Regions from separate parts of the Mus musculus genome. Here region 2 is linked to region 1. Evidence: chromatin contacts called from public Hi-C data. All regions are on one chromosome and are shown on one strand. The core of a region is the stretch at or near the end of the contact, and the rest is flanking DNA. Distances in the headings are between cores, read along the strand shown. Region 1 has its middle 20 kb from the start of Sln. Region 2 overlaps Elmod1 (ELMO/CED-12 domain containing 1).

Region 1 (3,042 bases), core at 261-2,760:
TATCAAATTCAAGTTGTTAGTCTCATCAGCGAGTGCTTTTACCCACCAAACCATCTCATAAGCACCATGAGGGAGCATTTGAATAGACCATGATGGAGCCACACAGTGGGGTGATACACCACTATAAAACAAAATCATAAAGACATCCATTTATTTTGCTGTGAAATACTCCTGGGGCATAGTGTTGAGTTAAGAAAAAATACAGGTTAAATCATAAAATTTTGCTTTCTGCTTGTTCTGTGAGATAGAGTCCCTCTCTGTAGCCCTGGCTGGCCTGGAACTCACTCTGTAGGACAATCTGACTTCAAACTCATAGAGATCTACCTACTTCTGCCTTCTAAGTGCTGAGACTAAAGGCCTGCACCACCAAGCCCAGCAAATAAATATTTCTTAACAGCTCGTGAGGTTCCACCCGCCATAGTTGTTTTGTTTTTGTTTTTGTTTTCTGAGACAGGGTTTCTCTGTGTAGCCCTGGCTGTCCTGGAACTCACTCTGTAGACCAGACTGACCTTGAACTTAGAAATCTGCCTACCTCTGCCACCCAAGTACTGGGATTAAAGGTGTGTGCCACCACTGCCCGACCATAGTTGTTTTTTTGAAGTATAAATTACTAAGTTTATTTTTGTTTCTAATGCTGGGAGGATTCCAGCCCTTGTGTGTTAAGTGTAGGGTGGGAGCAGGCACTGTGGTTTCTTACAATTAACTGTTAAACCTGAGAATCACAAGGAGAAAAGACCAAATCCACTATTGTCCAATCAAAGCAAGCTGTATTTCAGGGTCCAGTGTGGACCAGCCAGCCAGCTGTCTCACCAAGTCAGAATTTGAAAGAACAAGCCTCTGAGAGGACAATTACTTCGGGTGAATAGAAAATACTTCTACACCAAGGCTGTGGGGTTTGACCAAGATGCAAGGCCAGTTAACAGCTAAAATGAAGGGCCAGGTTTATCTCTTGCCTTCTCCATTGTATACTGCACTACACAAACACGAGCTTTGCACATGGGGGGGGGGGGGTTGTAGCCTCGTCTGAGGGAATATAGCACCTCTTTTAAAAAATACAAATTAATTAAAGAAAAAAAAAGTTCTTCCGGGCTGTAGAGATGGCTCAGCAGTTAAGAGCACTGACTGTTCTTCCAGAGGTCCTGAGTTTGATTCCCAGCAACCACATGGTGGCTCACAACCATCTGTAATGGGATCTGATACATTCTTCTAATGTGTTTCTGAAGACAGCTGCAGTGTGCTCATATAAATAAAAAATAAATCTTTAAAAATTTTTTTAAAAAGTGTTCTTCCTGCAGTTACTAAAATTCCAGGGCATTCTTGTCCTGTATGGTAATGCAGGTTGGGGTGATATGCCTTCAATAAAAATGAGTGATGTAATCTAACCTGAGGAAGGATGGTCTTTACCCAGCTGCCTCTCAGAACCCAGTGTTGCTGTGTAGAGTATACCCTCCCAGGAGGCTTTCCAGAGGACCCTGGGATTCCAGATCTTACTGGAAGCACCACCCACAGAGCTCCTGAGCCACTGGGAGCCAAATCTTCCAGACCTTCCGGTAGCAAGGTGCAGGAACCCGCAAGGGGCAAGATTCAGACCCAATTGTCTGAGTGGTGAGGCATCAAATTGTCAGCCCAGCTCCTCTGTGTCTGATGTGATATCTATCAGGGGAAGAGGGCGAAGGAGATGGCAAGCAGCTTCCTAAGAGCACAAATTCAGTCTCACTACCGGATATGGAAGCAAACATAAATACAATCTTATCTAATCTCTCCGTCTTGGGAGGGAACGGTACAGCCTGATCTGGGGAAACCGGGAGCCGCTGGAGACATACAGCCCTAATAATACACATGTTCTTTCTCCGGTTATTAAATATCAGCAAGGTAATGCCACGATTCAGCTGAACAAAGTCCCCGGAGGCTTTCGGTTATTTTCCAAAATTTTTGTCTCAATACTGCCACCAAGTGTTCAGTGCCCTCACTTCTCAAACCTCAGCTTAACTGTTAAAGGGAAAGCTGTTTAACCCTAGGAAAGACCAAGGGGGGGGGGGGCGGGGGGAGGTGTCTATAATGCATTTTTGAGTGGGGAAAGTAAAAAATATAAGTTCCAAAGCAGTATGTACTTTTGAATCCAAACACATGGGTTGAGTGTGTGTATATGTGCAAACTTTTTCATATGTGTGCATGCATAAAACAAAAGCGAAGCAAGCAAAATACCTAGCACAGAGCTGAGACTATGGTTCAGTAGAGCTCTCAACAAATATGTCATGAACCCCCAAGGCCTCATACCAAAAATAGACGGATGAATGGATGGGTGGATAGATATAGACAGACAGACGGACAGATACCAAGAAACAGTCACCAAGTAATTGGTGATCATTATCTCTAGTTGTGGGATTTAGGGATATTTTATTATTTCCTTGCTTCACCTCCCAACTTGCAAGAGTGCACTGGCCACAGATAGTGTTCTCATTTTCTAATGGAAAACACTACCTTAACCCTGGTGGCTTAAGACAGCCTAACCTCATTTTCCCACAGTTTGGGCAATTGCAAGTCGGAAACTGTTCTCACTGGACTTCCATGGCCTCTCCCTGTTCAAAACCAGCCAAAGCCAGCAGAGCCCTTTCCACCGGAGTTTTACCTATTCAAAATGATAATTTTAAGGAATCGCACCTCCTGGCTTCAGGTTGTTTCCAGAAGGCAGCAAGAAGTGTTTAGAAGGGAGGGTGCGGTTCAGAGCACCAGGTTCTCCTCCCGCAAGGGAAGACGCACATTTCCTCTTTTGTTTTGGTGTGGACTCCCAGTCCTCTGAGGGGAAGATCAAAGCCCATACCTCGCGACACTGTATGCTGTGCACCCTCAGACCAGGTAAGGGCCCATTCGGTCCAGCTTCTGCTCCGGTTTACAATTGCAGAAAGCCTCAGAGGAAGTCCTGCTGGGTAGAAGCTGAAAGGGACAGGACATATGAAGAGAATGCAGGTTCAGACTGAAGGAGTCTATAGCGTTAGGGGAAACCCCCAATGCCTGGGGTACAGCCAAGTGGAATAGCACTGG
Region 2 (3,042 bases), core at 202-2,701, 110 kb before region 1:
AGAATTTGTCAAGCTCAAACCTCCATGAGAGAAACTGAGCAACACAGCAGACCTCCCCATCCTTCTGGGCTTTGAAGTAATTGGGGGAAATATTTTACTGTTCTGATTGGCCAACTAAAGCCTCATCACTCACAAGCATAACTGTATGAGGCTTTGTAAGTCATTCACACTTGGCTAACAGGAGACTGATTGTTCCTGTCAGCACTTGCTGAGATGACACCCATATTATAGCGACTGGATGGGTGTCTCACAGCGGAAGATGAGGAAGCTTGCTTAGCATTCAAACGCAGACCAATTTCCGGTAGCTTCTGCATTTTGTAAGCCCCATACCGTGTACTGCTATGAGTCTTTGTGAGTGAGATGGTCTCTGCTCCCAAGTAACAGAGCAGCTGGAGAGGCCATGCCAAGCTGAGATACAGGAGAGAACATGGTCTGTGGCAGTTGCAGGCTTTCTGTGATGTTCACAGATGTCTTCAGTGAGGTAACCCTGGAGCAGCCAGGTGGTTGGAATGTGGTTGTTTGGTGCTGGGATTCAAACTTTGGACCTTCACATTCTAAACATGTCGCTGGTCACTGAACAACATCTCCAGGACCTAGGACGTTAGTAGTTTAGAATAAGGACAGCAGGTGTAAGAGATGGAAAAGCCACTGTGAGCAAAGTAGAGTGAGCACCGCAGTGCAGGTGGCCCGCTTTGAGAGATGTGGACACCGTTTAGAGAGAGCAGAGAGTGAATGGAGGAATTTAGAGATAATCCTACATTTGTGACTATAGGATCAAACAGCCCAGAACACAATAGCGTTTTACCCCAACTCAAAGCAGGCTCCGAAGGGAATCCTTTTCTCTGCTAGCTTATCTCCCATTAACTAAAAACCCAGTCTAAGCCCTTCCTTTAACACACATGTGAAAGCAGAGACCCAGAGACACCAAGTAACTTGTCTGATACCACACAACTCATTCTGGCAAATTACAAATGCATTTGTAGTCTGATTTCTAGACTATCCAGGCAAATGTTCCACCCAATATCAACTGACTTCCTGTGCTTTTGAGGGACAACAGCACAGTGGTATGTGGCTATCCCTGAATTTTCATAGTATCACTTGAAACTTTGATAGAGTTTATTAGATAGAGAAGCTATCTTTTAAAAATAAATAAATAAAACAAAACCCAGCAGAGTATATAAATGGCCCATGCACCCAATTCCTCTCACAGAAGTTGGGTACTTTAATACATTGTCATAATTTTCCTTTTTTCAGGGCATATATATACATACATATATATACAGACATGTTTATATGTATATATAAAGCATAAATGCATACAGCCACATAAGCCATACATATACAGGCACACACATATAGCTGATTAATCTACATATATCTATGTGCACATATTGTAGTTTTTCCATGCATTGAAACAACAACTGTTTCTTCACTCAGTTATTCCCTCTGGGTGCCATCTCTAGGGTGTGCTATGCCAGTTCTGCACTGTGTTTTCCCTCAGCGTTTCAGGGGTTCACTCTTTGTCTATGTGACTATTTATTAAACCCCTTTCCCACAGAGACAAGATCAATGAAAGCCAGGGGCACCCCAGAGAAGCTGCTCTGGATTCTAGTTATTTATCTATGGGAATTTTCCCTCTTCCTCTGGAAAAAAACACAATGACCTCCCAGGCATTTTCTTAAGTCCCTGTGGGACAATCAAGATTGGCTTTCCTATTGCCTAAGAGACGGTCCACTGGTAAGCAGCTCATTTGCTCTTGCAAAATAGTTGAGTTCCCAATGCCAACTTCTGACAACACACAATCACCAGTAATTTCATCTCAGGTGGAGTTCTAGCCTTTGCAGGTAGACACCTGCATTCATAGCGCGCGCACACACACACACACACACACAAACCATACATATGCCACACAGACACATACAGACACACACTAACACACACATCCCACACACAAGCCACACACACACACAAGCATATAATTAAAAACAAAATTAATCTTATATTTTAATGATTAAGCTTTTCTGTGCCATTTCAGAGGACAGAACCATATATTTTCCTCTAGAATTATTATGTTATTTTTCAATATTTTGGTTTTAAATTTTTATTTATTATTATTGTATATGTATTTGTGCACATGTATGGTAAAGTGAAAGAGCATACATATATGTACATGTTTGTGGGGGCAAAGGTCCCAATGTTAGGTATTTTCCTCAGTCACTCTCCATCTTATTTTTTGAGACAGGGCCTCCTGTTGAACCTGGATCTCACTGGTTCAGCTACAGTAGCAGGAGAGGGACCCCGAGAGGTCCTCCCCTCTCTGCCTCCTCATAATTAGTGTTACGGGTGCACACTGCCACCCCTGGCTCTTTATGTGGGTGCTAGGGATTGAACTGAGGTCCTCCTGTTTGTGAAGAAACCTATAGAATCACCTCCCCAGCCCCTAGGTAAAAAAGTACTTTTATTTGCCAATAAAAGTTTATAGTTGATATGACATTTAAGTATGTTTTAATGTCAATATATAGTGTTTGCTGGTCGCCTCATGCATAATACACAGAACAAAAAATGTGAGTGTAAAAAAATGAATCTTGTAAAAGGAATGCCTTTACATATCAGATTTTTAATCTGAGTAAAGATAGCATTAATAAATTGAATTAAACCTCCATTCCTTTTCTGTGGATGGAAGAGGATGAACCATTAATTAATCATTTCACTGATCTCGTGATCCCTGCGTATTCTGTAAGCCCACAGATAAAGTCTCCCTGAATGTAAACACAATGCCCATCACCATGATGGGCAACAGAATTAGAGACAGCATCAAACCGTGGAAGATAGCTACCCACCAGTCCCTTTAATAGTTACTTCTCAGAAGGCAGTATGGTCTCTTCAGAGGAAGAATGCTAGGAAAGACTGTGAGCCTCACTCCACTGGTGACAGGGCCCAGGGACTCGCCCCTCTCTGTAAGAGAGGAACATTTTTCCAGCCACTCACAGGTGTTTTCTTTCTCCCATGTGTGATTTCCCATCCAGTTCACATAATCTTCTA

What was found. A called contact is a pair of places that touch in the nucleus more often than the background predicts.
Region 2: a contact with region 1 is called in a Hi-C map of olfactory sensory neurons, with 4 times the contacts expected there. The contact joins two enhancer-like sites. A contact is called at or near these places in 6 of 39 promoter capture datasets (the 3T3-L1 cell line, the HPC-7 cell line, embryonic stem cells and 3 more), 4 of 484 Hi-C or Micro-C datasets (the HL-1 cell line, muscle stem cells, nephron progenitors and 1 more) and 3 of 9 other capture datasets (adipose tissue, embryonic stem cells and pancreatic islet).

What each region holds. Positions count from the first base shown.
Region 1 is chr9:53,828,424-53,831,465 of GRCm38.p6, reverse strand. No RefSeq gene overlaps it. Among named protein-coding and RNA genes, the nearest start is that of Sln, 20 kb to the left of the region's middle. Within about 2 kb of position 1,510, at least 38 of the 459 cell types and tissues checked have an H3K27ac peak or open chromatin away from gene starts, as enhancers often do. A contact at or near this core is called in olfactory sensory neurons, where this site is marked.
Region 2 is chr9:53,940,825-53,943,866 of GRCm38.p6, reverse strand. The region is part of intron 2 of Elmod1 (ELMO/CED-12 domain containing 1); the gene reads left to right. Among named protein-coding and RNA genes, the nearest start is that of Elmod1, 33 kb to the left of the region's middle. Within about 2 kb of position 1,451, at least 2 of the 459 cell types and tissues checked have an H3K27ac peak or open chromatin away from gene starts, as enhancers often do. A contact at or near this core is called in olfactory sensory neurons, where this site is marked.